Linked DNA regions of Zea mays: all the other regions are linked to region 2. The links are chromatin contacts, called in public Hi-C maps. All regions are on one chromosome and are shown on one strand. The core of a region is the stretch at or near the end of the contact, and the rest is flanking DNA. Distances in the headings are between cores, read along the strand shown. Region 1 holds the start of LOC100279585. Region 2 holds the start of LOC100282965 (nucleotide-binding protein 1). Region 3 holds the start of LOC542333 (cytosolic glyceroldehyde-3-phosphate dehydrogenase GAPC3).

The links. A called contact is a pair of places that touch in the nucleus more often than the background predicts.
Region 1: a Hi-C map of ear shows a contact between it and region 2, with 1.8 times the contacts expected there. The contact joins the promoter of LOC100279585 here to the promoter of LOC100282965 in region 2. A contact is called at or near these places in 2 of 25 Hi-C or Micro-C datasets (ear and leaf).
Region 3: a contact with region 2 is called in a Hi-C map of ear, with 2.3 times the contacts expected there. The contact joins the promoter of LOC542333 here to the promoter of LOC100282965 in region 2. A contact is called at or near these places in 2 of 25 Hi-C or Micro-C datasets (ear and leaf).

The regions. Positions count from the first base shown.
Region 1 is chr4:138,257,668-138,261,771 of Zm-B73-REFERENCE-NAM-5.0, forward strand. It overlaps LOC100279585, which reads left to right and starts at 1,499. Exons shown (of 3, transcript NM_001354591.1): 1 at 1,499-2,307; 2 at 2,584-2,665; 3 at 2,800-3,228. The coding sequence starts at 1,670. The coding sequence ends at 3,015.
Region 2 is chr4:137,829,278-137,833,399 of Zm-B73-REFERENCE-NAM-5.0, forward strand. It overlaps LOC100282965 (nucleotide-binding protein 1), which reads right to left and starts at 1,593. Exons shown (of 3, transcript NM_001155870.1): 1 at 1,521-1,593; 2 at 1,171-1,272. The coding sequence starts at 1,569. LOC103653731 (a long non-coding RNA gene) reads left to right here and starts at 3,084. Exons shown (of 3, transcript XR_002268780.1): 1 at 3,084-3,127; 2 at 3,227-3,315; 3 at 3,409-3,545.
Region 3 is chr4:138,100,461-138,104,530 of Zm-B73-REFERENCE-NAM-5.0, forward strand. It overlaps LOC542333 (cytosolic glyceroldehyde-3-phosphate dehydrogenase GAPC3), which reads left to right and starts at 2,214. Exons shown (of 12, transcript NM_001111915.2): 1 at 2,214-2,444; 2 at 2,568-2,591; 3 at 2,679-2,779; 4 at 3,440-3,555; 5 at 3,643-3,742; 6 at 3,827-3,973; 7 at 4,059-4,070. The coding sequence starts at 2,441.

The DNA.
Region 1 (4,104 bases), core at 249-2,748, 430 kb after region 2:
CCCTTCTAGCATTATTGGCTTTCTGCGTTGTGCCTTGTGGCCCCTTCAAAATACCATAGCGGCTGACTCTTCCAAGCTCTAATGCCTCTAATCGTGGCCCACATACCATAATAATTCTTTTATTAAGTTCCAATTGTGTATGATGGTAAATTAGAAAGAAATTTGACTAATTATACTATTGAATTGTTGAAAATGATTGTGGCTGTCATATCCGACGAATATCCGAAACCCATCTAAATCCTGATGGGCATAGACATGAATATAAATTTCTACCCACAGATATGATCATAGACAGATAATGGTTGCAACCACAGATATAGTTGCAGGCAGATATTTGCAATATCCGATTCGAATCTGATCTGTTGCCATCACTATCTCTACGAGTGCTCCTCGTCCCCCGTCGCGCAGTGACGTTCTCCAGTCCTGGTCTTGCTAGTCGAGCTATCGGCCTGGCCATCAATAGAAACATCGCAAGCGCTGCCCGAATCTCAAACGCTTGTCCGCCAGCATGCAATGCGCAGCGAAACATGGATCCCATGTCTAGAGAACAGCGGTGACATGTTTTCTTGACACCGTTTTTTTTAGAAAATCCATTCAATACCATCTAAAGCTATAGCAATCCCTTCAATACCATCCAAAGCTAAAGCTATGAGTTCCCTACAATGCCATCAGTTTAAATGTATAGTCCCTTGATGTCATTGTTGTCCAAAAAACAGTTAGAGAGTTGCTAGTTGGTGTTGAAAAAGACTAATATACCCCTGTGTCATGTACATGAACCACTCTCGTGCCCTTTTAACAACTTAGCTTTGAGAACTCCATAGCATCACTACAACTATGTAACATTAATATGAGAACAACATTTTATAATAAAATATATAAAATTTTGTCGTCGTATTACTGTTATATACTTATATTAATATATTAGTACTTATATTAATGTTATGTAGTTCTCAAAGCTACGTTGTAGAAATGGTATGGAAGAGGTTTATTAAGGGCACAGAGATATATTAGTCTTTTCCAACACCAACTAATAGCTCTCTAGCTGGTTTTTGGATGGCAATGATATCCAAGTGACTAAAAACTAAAACTAATGAGATTAGAGGGAACACGCATTTTTCAATGGTATCTCAGGGATTGTTATAGTTTTGGACGGCAACGAAGGGATTTTTTTTCTGTGCCACTGCTCGATGACAGTGCCGTGCTTTGACTGCTTGGTCGTCCACGCCCGGATTTAGGGCGGGGCAGCTTTGACCCTTGAGACGCGGTCATATGGTGGAGCCCGCCGTTCTTGCTCCGCCCAGTCGCCGTGCGCGCGAGGCGGGGACGAGCACGGTGTGCCGTTGTGCGCCGTGCGTTGCACAGTGTCGGCCAATCATGAGCCCCGCCTCCGAGGCTTTTCTGGCTGCTGGCTTCCCTTTCCGTCGCAGAGCAGACGTGTGCAGTCACTGCGCGCCATCGCCATCACTTCATTCAGTGCCCTCTGTGGCTCTGTGTCTCTATCAATCTCTCTGTGTGCTTTCCAGCTTTCTGGTGTCGTACGGCTTCTCGACCTCTTCTTTTATTTCGGGCCTCCAGCCCTCCAGGTACAAGCTTGACTCAGCTTCCCTGCTCCGTTCTTCTTGCCTTGCCCGTTCTCGCGCCTGTGCTGTTCCTGTGCGCATCATACAGAATGAGGAGATCGTCGCAGGGGATGATGGGCCTAAGCTACGACGCGGACAGCGGGAGACGCCTGCTGGCTCGCTACGCCAAGGCGAAGCCGAGGCCGTCCAAGTGGGACGACGCGCAGCGGTGGCTCTCCTCCTCCCGTGCGCACGACGACGACGACCGGCGCCGGAGCTCCTGCGCGGACGACCGCCTCCTGCTGCCGTCGGCATCGCAGAAGGCGCGACACTCGTGGAGCGCCGCGGACGGCGGCGCCGCCCTGCCCGCGGCGCTGGGGCTCGGCGCGCGGGACGACGCGGGTGCGGAGGCGGAGACCAAGAGGGTGGACTCCGTTCTGGCGTACGGGCAGCCGCCCCGGTGCCCCTCGCTGCGGGACGTCGGCACGGAGATGACGCCGGCCGGGAGCAAAGAGCCATCCAGGGCCAACACCCCACGCGCAACCCTACCGGCCACGCCGCCGTCCACGGCGGGGCGCGCGATCCACGCACCGCTGCGCCCACCGGATTTGTCTACGGTCGACGGTGGATCGCCACCAGGCCTAGCGGCAGCGGACCGCGACGAGACGGCGCCCGGTGCGCCGACGACGACGGCCGTGTCGCCCGCGGCGACGTGGGACGCCGCCGAGCGCGCCAAGCACATGGCCAGGTGACCGCCATCACTCGCTAGCTGCCGGCTACCGAATACCAACGCGCGCTTTCTCCTCCGCACGTTGCTGAACCATGTGGAGGGGCAAAACGGCGGCAACAAACGGTCAAACGCCACTGCCACGGTAGCAGACTAGCAGTGCCGGTGCATGCACCGGAGTGGTGTGTTGCCTTTGCTTTGCCTGTTGCCTCACTCACAGACTCACTGATGAGCAGCTCGTACTGTACTGTACATGCTCTGCGTGCTGACGAGGTCGCTGGCGCTCTCTTCTCGCAGGTATCGGCGCGAGGAGATGAAAATACAGGCCTGGGAAAACCGGCGACGGCAAAAGGCGGAGCTGCAAATGAAGGTGGCCGAGGTACGAGTAGTCATGGCCATATGTTTCATCAGCCTAGAAAAAAAGTTTGGACCTGTGGAAGTCAACCACGCACCAGATACGGACCTTTCGATCCGAACAATGGAAGGAAATTGAAATGCTCATCGCTGGGGCAGGCCAAGGCGGAGAGGATGAAGCTACGGGCGCAGGAGAAGACGGCGAGCAAGCTGGCCTCGGCGCAGGCGGCTGCGAGGGAGAAGCGCGCGCAGGCGGAGGCCAAGCTGAACCGGCGCGCCGCGCGGGTCGACAGGGCGGACGCGCTCAGGCGGACCGGCCACCTGCCGTCCTCCTCCTCCGTGTTCTCGCTCAAGCTGCCGCTGATGTGCAGATGAGAGCCGACCGAGGGGGGTGTGGCACAGCAGTTCACACGGATGCTGTTCAGAGTTTCAGTCAACTGTCCTGTTAGAATTGGTCGGGACGCTGCTCGCGTCCTTGTGTTTCAGCCGAGCGGTTTGCGATGCACACAGGCACATGGCACTTAGAATTGTAGACATTTGTTTTTTTATCTGCACAAATCAGTGAAGAACAAAAATATTTTATATTTACTCTATTGGTCCAAATAAAAGGATAACTACCGTTTAAAGCGGTTCACGCTTGAACAAATTTATAAACAGCTCTAAATTAATTTATTATAAAATATAAAATTAAATCAATAATATTTGTTCGGTGGTGTAAATATTAATATTTTTTATATAATTGAATACCATTAAAACCTGATATATGGTAGAATTATATTCTTTTTCTTCATCGAGACCAGAGAAAATCTTTTTCTCTGTTTTGATTTTGAATCTATACCACTGTATAATTTACCCATTTAAACTTTTGTAAAATCCACCCAACCAAATCACCCTCACATCCATAACTTTCACTATATCCACCAAACAAACTGTACTCAGACTTAACCAATATATTAAATCGCTGGCTAAGAGGTTTAGCGGTTGGGTTCAATAACAACTAAGACCAGCTATAGCGGAAGCTAAGTTGTTTAGCGGATTTGAAAAAAAAAGAGTATAAACTTGATGAATAAATGACAAATTTGATAGTCATACACATATGCATACACTAATCGGTTACCCGTGCGTGGCGACGACTCACAACAATACCCACGTAAATTATCCACCAAAAAGATTTCAAGATTTTTTATTGATTGTCTCCGCTCTTCGCATAATATTTTTTATGAACGCGCGGGTACCATAGACAGCAAATCAGAGACCTCATCCCTCACCTCCCCCCACTTCCAAGGTTTCGTAGAGCAGGAGGGGAAGGGAAAAGGCGGACATATCTATTCGTCGCCGGAGGACACGACGAAGACATGGACATCTAGAGGCGACATAAGTAATATACCGCTAGATATATAGGGAGAGAGCATGCAAGCGGAGAAAGAAGCCCAGCCGGAGCAGATCCAAACCGAGAGGCACCCA
Region 2 (4,122 bases), core at 343-2,842:
TGGATATCACAAGTCACAACAGGTCATCATGAATTCTTTTACAAGAATGAACAGGACATAATGAGTTGTTTATAAGGAATTGAACAGGTTGTAGGTGAATTATTTTACAGAAATTGCATTTTCCTAAGTCTCTACCACTTCCCTTACAGTGTTTTTATGCCGATAGATAAAACACTGAAGAAATCACAAATCTAATTGCTTCAACATTTAATTAATTATTAAGTTGATTAGACTGGACGCTGGATAGGTACTTGTCTGGTGAAAAAAATTTATTGGGCAGCTGAAAACTTCAGTTCAACTCCCTTCGTTTTTGGACCTTGAGTGCTCAAAAGGCTATGATTAACAGTAGAATTGACAATAAAGAGCATACTAAAAAGCCTAATCACTAGCAAGAGTTCGCCAACTATAGTTACCATAATCACGCATTATAACAATTTAACAGTGAGGCTTTCCATGTGATCTGTCAATCCCTATAGTGCAGTCAACACAGGTTTGAAGCAACAGAATCTACTGTCTAGCAAACCCCTCAAATAATTGGAACAACATTCAAATATGAAATCTGGATACTCTTCTAATCTTTCTAGCCAAAATCAAAGATCCATCCATGTTTGAACCTTCTTTAGCAGCAGTGGTAGCAGGATGTGGCATCAGAACTACAGCTGCCCCCTGGATGTTACTGCATGTTTGGACCACAATGAATTGCTTTACAGGAACCACATCATCCCAAGCCCCTATCCTTCTTCCTTCAGCCAGTCACATTGTTTTAATACTAATCTGAGTATCTGACAAAGAAACTTACTTTGAACAACCCATATATTCGATTGCATCAACATTCAATCATATAATTGGATCGACCGGGTACATGTTTAGTGCAAATCCAGACTCTTCTATTTGTGCTAAAATTTCTTTGTTTCTGGACCTCGACTGCTCAAAACTACAGGCTAGTTCCTACTAGCACTTGGCCTACACCTATAAACACTTGCAGCTGTCGTAAATCCTCAAATCCAAAAGTCTTACCAAATCCACAACCATTGTAACAAAATGTAAATAAACTAAGCTAATTCTGATTAAAAAACAAAATGATATGATAGAGATAACAGTACATCAGCACCAGAGCAAGTCAAAGAATCGAATGGAATTCAGTAAAAGGACATGAAATGATCCAATTACCGGGATCGGGGCCCTTGGGGGCGGTGGCGCAAATCTGCTGGTTGGGGCACCCAGCGCAGGCATCCGCCTTCCCCGCCTCCTCCGACTGCGTTCCAGGGCAATCTGCCAACACCAAATAAAGAATACTCAAAAACACGAACACCCATGAACTAAGCCTGAGTAAAGCAACCCAGCGATCGAAACAACTTCAAGGTGCCCTCAAATTTCGCAAATGAAACAAGGTTACACCCCTCTTGGTAAGAGACGATCAAACTCCACAAAATCGTGGATGCAGAAAACCGGCCCAAAACGCAAAGAAGAGAAGAGGAAGAACGAGCCCACCAGAAGGCACAGGGGGAACGATTCCTTACGTTCGTTCGCATCGTTGGGAACGTCGCCTTTGCCGCCGCCGTTCTCCATTTCTCCCTCTTTTCCAACTGTTCCTAAACTGGGGTTTGTGTCGTCTCGTGGAGTCGTGGTCTCGGACTCGGTATACGGCGCTGTAGGTGCGCCGAGCCGCCAGCTACTTTGTGTTCGATGCCTGCGCTGCGAACGTGAATGTTCAGTGGGTTTACAAAACTGGTCAGTTTTAGGCTCTCTAAAGACTTTTGTACCCTAAATATAGAGTATTAAACGATCATCTACGCTCCACAACAACGTTCTCTAAACGGTCCTCTAAATTTAGAGGACGCTGCTGGATTCTCTATATATATAGGTCCTCTATCAATTTGAATACTTTAAATAATCGGTTTAGCAAAACTAAAATCTATTACTACTCTATAAGACAGCAAGGAGGGCGTCCACAGTTGTCGTGCCCCCGCTCCCGCACATCGCGCCGCCCCATCTTCCCCGACTGTCGTCCCGCCGCAGAAATCTCGCCTGTCCCTCCCCCCTCGCCCGCACGTGGACCCGCCTCTCCTCGCCGTGATCTCCACTTCTAGCAATGACGTCCGCGCAATCCACTCCCCCCGATCTGCCTCACCTCCATGGAAGTATTCGATCTGCCGCTCCCAAATCTCTCCCTGGAATGTCGATCCGCGTGATCCACTCCCCCGATCTGCCTCACCTACATGAAGTACCCGATTTGTCGCTCCCAATCTCTGCATCGCGTGGACGCCTTCCATGGAGTCTCTGTACGTATGCGCGATTTACTCCCCCTCCCCCGATCTGCCGCTCCCAATATCTCCCTGGAAGACCGATCTGCATGGTGTGGACGCTCCATGGAGTCCCCACCCCGCAACCCCGCTCCGTGCTGTGCGGCGACGCGATCCTTGCCGTCCTTCGCGAGCCAGCGCCGCGCCGGCTCATGGAGTGGGACATCTAGCAGCCGAAGAAGAAGTTCAAGAGGGGCGGCAGACGCTCGTTCGCTGCGTAAGACGATGAGGACTTCAAAGCCGACTCCAGCGATTTGGATTTGGAGCTCACAGAAGGGGCTGACTCCAGAAGGGCTTTCTCCAGAGGTATTAGCTCAAGCTTATTTTCTATGGTGGTATACGTTTTTTTGCGTTTGATTGTTGCAGACGATTAGAATCTACGAGTTGGTTGGGGTGCCGCCGCCACCGCAGGGAACCCCTCGCTGGCGGGTCTGGTCGAGTCTGGTGCGCTTGTACGCGTATCGTGGCGACAGTTTGGCCCTGTCCCGGCGTGGTGGCTGCTAAACTTCATGGAGCTCGAGGACGTGTGGATCCTCGGCACCTCGCACCTCTCCGCGTCCTCCACACCGTCAAACCCGACAACGTCGTCGTCTAGCTCTGCCGGAGCAGGCAAGGACGTGCATCCCCTTAAATGTTATGCTGCTTAAACAAATGCTGTCAAATCTTCTTCCGGGAGCGGGGCTAACAAACCACGTTGCAGAGCCCTCACTTCGGAGCTGGAATCATGTACTCGTCCAGTGCCAACGAGCCGCTTTTGAAGTCCAACATGTTCTCTCTTGGTGGCTCCAAGTTCTTAGGCGCAATCAACAGAAGCATCAACTTGGGTCAGATCAACCGATCGCTGCCTCGTGCTTACCACTTCTCATTACCCATGGGACTCACAAAGACCTGCTGATTTTGTTGGTTTCTTTGGACTGGCACAGGTGGGCAGAGCGCTCTTGCTCTCCGTCTGCTCCGCGTTGTTTTTCCTTCTAAAATTTCTACCAGTGCGAACTATCCGTTTGGAGGAGAGGTGCTTTATAATAAACTGACATGTATTTTTTCTCCATATGTTATGTGATAACATATCAACTGAATTCTACTACAATATACTGTATTTTGGTAGTTCCGAGCAACTAGGAGAGTTTCTGAAGATATTGGAAGTACAACACAAAAAGGTCAGAACCACTTTTCAATCTAACCAGATGTTTATATGTTTGGTGGTGAAGCTACAAAAATTCTAGACTATGTGGAATATTTCCCAAATTGAGCTGGTAATGGAAAGTAAAGGACTGCAGAATGTGCCGCTTCTGGTCTTGAAGGTTTCCAACATGGTTCGTCAATGGAAAGGTAGTATCGGCTTGCGAAATATATTCCTAAGCCTACAGAATGTAAGCTAAAATCACGTGCTCACTGTGTACATTTTTTTCTGGTAACAACAGCTTTTTCTGAAAAGAATGAACATCCTAAATCCTTACTCTCTATAGATAAGAAGCATCTAGACTAAAAGATATCCAATGCCTTTACTGTTTGTACGGTAGATTTTTCTTCGTCATATATCATAGTTACCTCTTGAAGTACATTTCATCAAGTTGTAGTTAGCCCTTGATGTACATTTCAGCTTTGATGTATACTAGCACAAAACAGAAAGAATCATTATGGTCGAACTACTACTATAATGAGAATTTCACATGCTACTGCTAGATTATCTTGTATGCATGGTTCTTGAGCATAGTCACATTATTTCTAAAACTAATTCTGGAGAGTATGTTTATGTGGAGTTAGAAAAAGTAATATACAAATACATATTATTCTATAGCAGCTTTATAGGTATAAAAAA
Region 3 (4,070 bases), core at 964-3,463, 270 kb after region 2:
TGCTCACCAAGTTTGTCGCGACCACACACTCACTTCCCACCACGGTTGGTCGAGGAGGCCCCCAAGGAAGGGGCAACACTATGACTTGGTTGCCAACAAGGCATATGCGCCAGGCTGCCGCTCTTCCCCTCCCACTGGCGATGCTTAAGCTTCAAATTTCGTCTAGCTCCGCCACTATCTTCAAAGCTGCCATGTCAACATTTGTATAGGAAACTGGAGTTGAACTGTTGAAGTTGGCCTTTTTGGCCCAAGTGCGCAACCAGATGCATCAGCCATCACGACCTGCAGGCCTTAGGCCCTCACAAGTCACGTCTCCTCACGGCCTCAGCATCACCACTCAGGCACTCTCACATTCATGGTTCACAGATGCGCTCACACTCGGTCTCGGTCTCACGAACCCTAGCCTGCAAACATCGCCCGTATCCTGTGGATTCACCGCCCACCGAGCCGTCGACCAGACTCGATACCATCGCCACCCCCGTCTCGCCACCAGCCGGCCACCGCGCAACCTTTTGTCACCCTATGCAGCTACGGTCGTGGCCTGTTGAGCCTTCGCCACACCATGCAGTTTATTCATCATTCGTCATGCAAGCAGCACCCTATTGAGCCAAGATAAATGTTACTGTTGATGTTCTATGCAGTTTTGCAATCGGTCATGGTAAAATAGATGTTATTATTCTGGTGTTGCAAAATATTGCTTGTTCTATGCAATGCTTATATATAAACTAATGTAAACGGACAACTGCAATGTTTCTGATGTTATTGTTCCGATGTTATTGTAGACTGCAATGTTCTATGTAAATTGATGTTATTGTTCCGGTGTTCCAAAATGTTGTGCTGTGTTCTACGAGGTCAGGTATGTTTAGTTAAAAGCCCCGAGCGAGCGGGGGAGAGTGGGGTTTCGAGGGAGGAGGAGGGAGAGTGAGATGTGTAGGAAGGAGACACGGAAAGGATACGAGGAGAGGAGAACCGTCAACTGGAAGCATCTACACACAGGAGCACGGGAGAGGATGGGAACCAATGATCCATGATCAAATGGCCATGAAAATTAGGCCGACGTGGACACATATGGTAGCAGATTTCCTTTCTGTTTTCATAATAAGGAAAACTAAAAATGGAACCAAAGTTTTCGATTAACCAAAGTGTCGGTTTCCTCTTTTACAAGCAGCTTTTCGTATATCCTTTTTTTAACCCAAACTTAAAAAACGAACAAAAAATGTTCGATCGATTTCCTAAGGCATGTTTGGTTCAACCTTTTCTGACTAGCTTTTCTGTGAATCTGACTATGGAGAGATTCTGAGTGTGAGAAGAATCTGAGTATCGTGGGGATTACTTGCTAAGGAAGATGAAGTGGTGCAAAGAGTTCAAGATATAGAAAGCAATGGATTTCTACTATCGTGACGAGTCGATCGATTCTATGTTTATGTTGCCTCTGGACGGTTTTTATCAAAACGATTCTTATAGAAATGAGCTAAAAAGCTAGGCCGTTTGAAAGTCCGTAACAATTTTTGGTGGTCAAAAGCTAAAAAAGTCTAAACAAAAAAGCCTAAACAAACCGTGCCCAGTCCTACGGTTAACCACAACCTTCTAGAGAAGGGGGCATGCCATGGGGAAAGGGTGCACACATGGAGGCCATTAAAGAAGAAAACGTGTGAGAAAGGAGAAAAAAAAAGAAATAAGATGGTTCATGGGAATATGGGATGACGTGTGCAATATAGTGGCAGCGATAGATAATTTGTTTTTCAGCTCTACGCCTCTACCAAATTTTAGTTGGTGCGTCACCTTTAAAAAGCTCTAATATATTCGTTTTTTAATTGGTGTAATTTTTTTTTGCAAAGAGGCAGTTTTAGGCGCGCAGACAGCTTTATTAAATTGTAAATCACGCATGCAAAAGAGATTATCTGTGGAGGAATACTGACGATCTGGATTGGCACCCCCTTTCCCCTCCCCCCACAAGGTCCACAGAATCTTTTTTCATCCGACGGCCGCCGAAAACCAGCTCGGCCAATGGTTTCTTCTTCTTCACCAAGAAAAGAAGGGCAGACCCACCACCGCATCACATGACTTCTCTCCCCACTCCCGGCCAGTCCGAACCCAGCAACGGTCCAGGTTTCCAAGGTCCAACGTTCCGACCCACGGGAAGCTTCTAGAAACCATTAGACGCACCGGTCGCGTTCCTCCTCATGGCCCCCACTTGTCATCCGTCCATCCTCACGTCTCTGCCCCACCATTTTACCGGTAGCCAACAAAACTAGGTTCCGTGGCGTCGGGTGGGACCAGCAAGCAGCCGCCGCAGCCGGCCCCCAGGCGCCTCTATATACGGCACTCCGACTCCGATACATTGGCGACATCACAGATCACACACACTCGAGAACTCCATTTCGATCTCATTTGAAATCAACCCATCCTCGTTTCCTCCGTCTAGCAGCCTCTCACCCTCATGGGTAATGCCGTCACTCCTGCAATCTGGTTGTGTTTTTCGGATTTTTTTTATCGCTGGTGGTGACATTTCCGCTGATTTTCTTTTGTTTGTTTGGTTGCTTGTGTTTGTGCTCTGGTATACGCAGCCAAGATCAAGATCGGGATCAATGGTGAGTTCGCATCCTCGGATCCCAGTTACGATGTATTTGAGTCACACCGTTCGTGTCGGTTTTGACCGTTCTATTTTGTTGGTGCAGGGTTTGGCAGGATCGGAAGGCTGGTGGCCAGGGTGGCCCTGCAGAGCGACGACGTCGAGCTCGTCGCCGTGAACGACCCCTTCATCAGCACCGATTACATGGTATAGCCCCTTGTATCGCTTATCGCTTGATCTGGTACTTAGGGAGTGTGCTGTAACATGGTAATATGCCCCCTCGTATCGCTAATCCCTTGATCTGCTAATTAAGGTAGTGATTGGCTGAACGTGCTTGTTCAATGGTAGCAGATCTGTATTTTGTCCTTGTTCAATGTGGAACAGCTGCATTATATGAGAATATTAGTAAACGGGGATGCGTAGATCTGACGTGGATGCCATTTTTTATATGGATTGGTGTTACCCATTCTGTCATAAAACACATGATTGTAATTTACTGATCTATCGTAGAAACTCTTTAGTGGTTATATTTAGGTTGTTGATCTGTGGATGCACGTGTATCTGTGCCTTGCTCTGACTGTCATGTGCTTTGGATTATTATATAGGCAATCTGTTTTTTTCTTGGGAATCCTATGCTAAGGTTAATTCAAATCTTATGATCTGGATTACATTCTATTTTATTGTTGTTGATCTAAATAGTGTTTGAAGTATCCAAATCTGTATTCTCTACAGAATTTAATTCTCTGGTTAATCTCTTCTTGCATTTGGCAAATTGATTAGTTAAATTACACCAATTAGGTCTCCTGTAACTTGGTTACGCCAACTGGGTCTTCTCTTATATGACTGAATTTGACTTTGCTATTGCAGACCTACATGTTCAAGTATGACACTGTGCACGGACAGTGGAAGCACCATGAGGTCAAGGTGAAGGACTCCAAGACCCTTCTCTTTGGTGAGAAGGAGGTTGCTGTGTTTGGCTGCAGGTTTGTTACTATTCCTTTTATAGTTTGTTTCATACCCAATTAAACCATCGTGTGGTGACTAATGCGTAATAATGACCTGGTTTGCAGGAACCCTGAGGAGATCCCATGGGGTTCGGTTGGCGCTGAATATGTTGTTGAGTCTACTGGTGTTTTCACTGACCAGGAGAAGGCTGCAGCTCACTTGAAGGTATAATTTTGTTTTATTCCAGGGTATATACCTTATTAGTTCCAGCATTGGAAGCATCTAACGATTTTCCTGTTGCTTTTACAGGGTGGTGCCAAGAAGGTTGTCATTTCTGCTCCTAGCAAGGATGCCCCCATGTTCGTTGTTGGTGTCAACGAGAAGGAGTACAAGTCTGACATCAACATTGTCTCTAATGCTAGCTGCACAACCAACTGCCTTGCTCCGCTTGCTAAGGTGCTTATGTTGCTTTACTGCTGACATAAATTGCTCTTAGGCATTCTATATTATCTAAAACTGGTTACTTTTTTTTTTGCTGCAGGTCATCAATGAC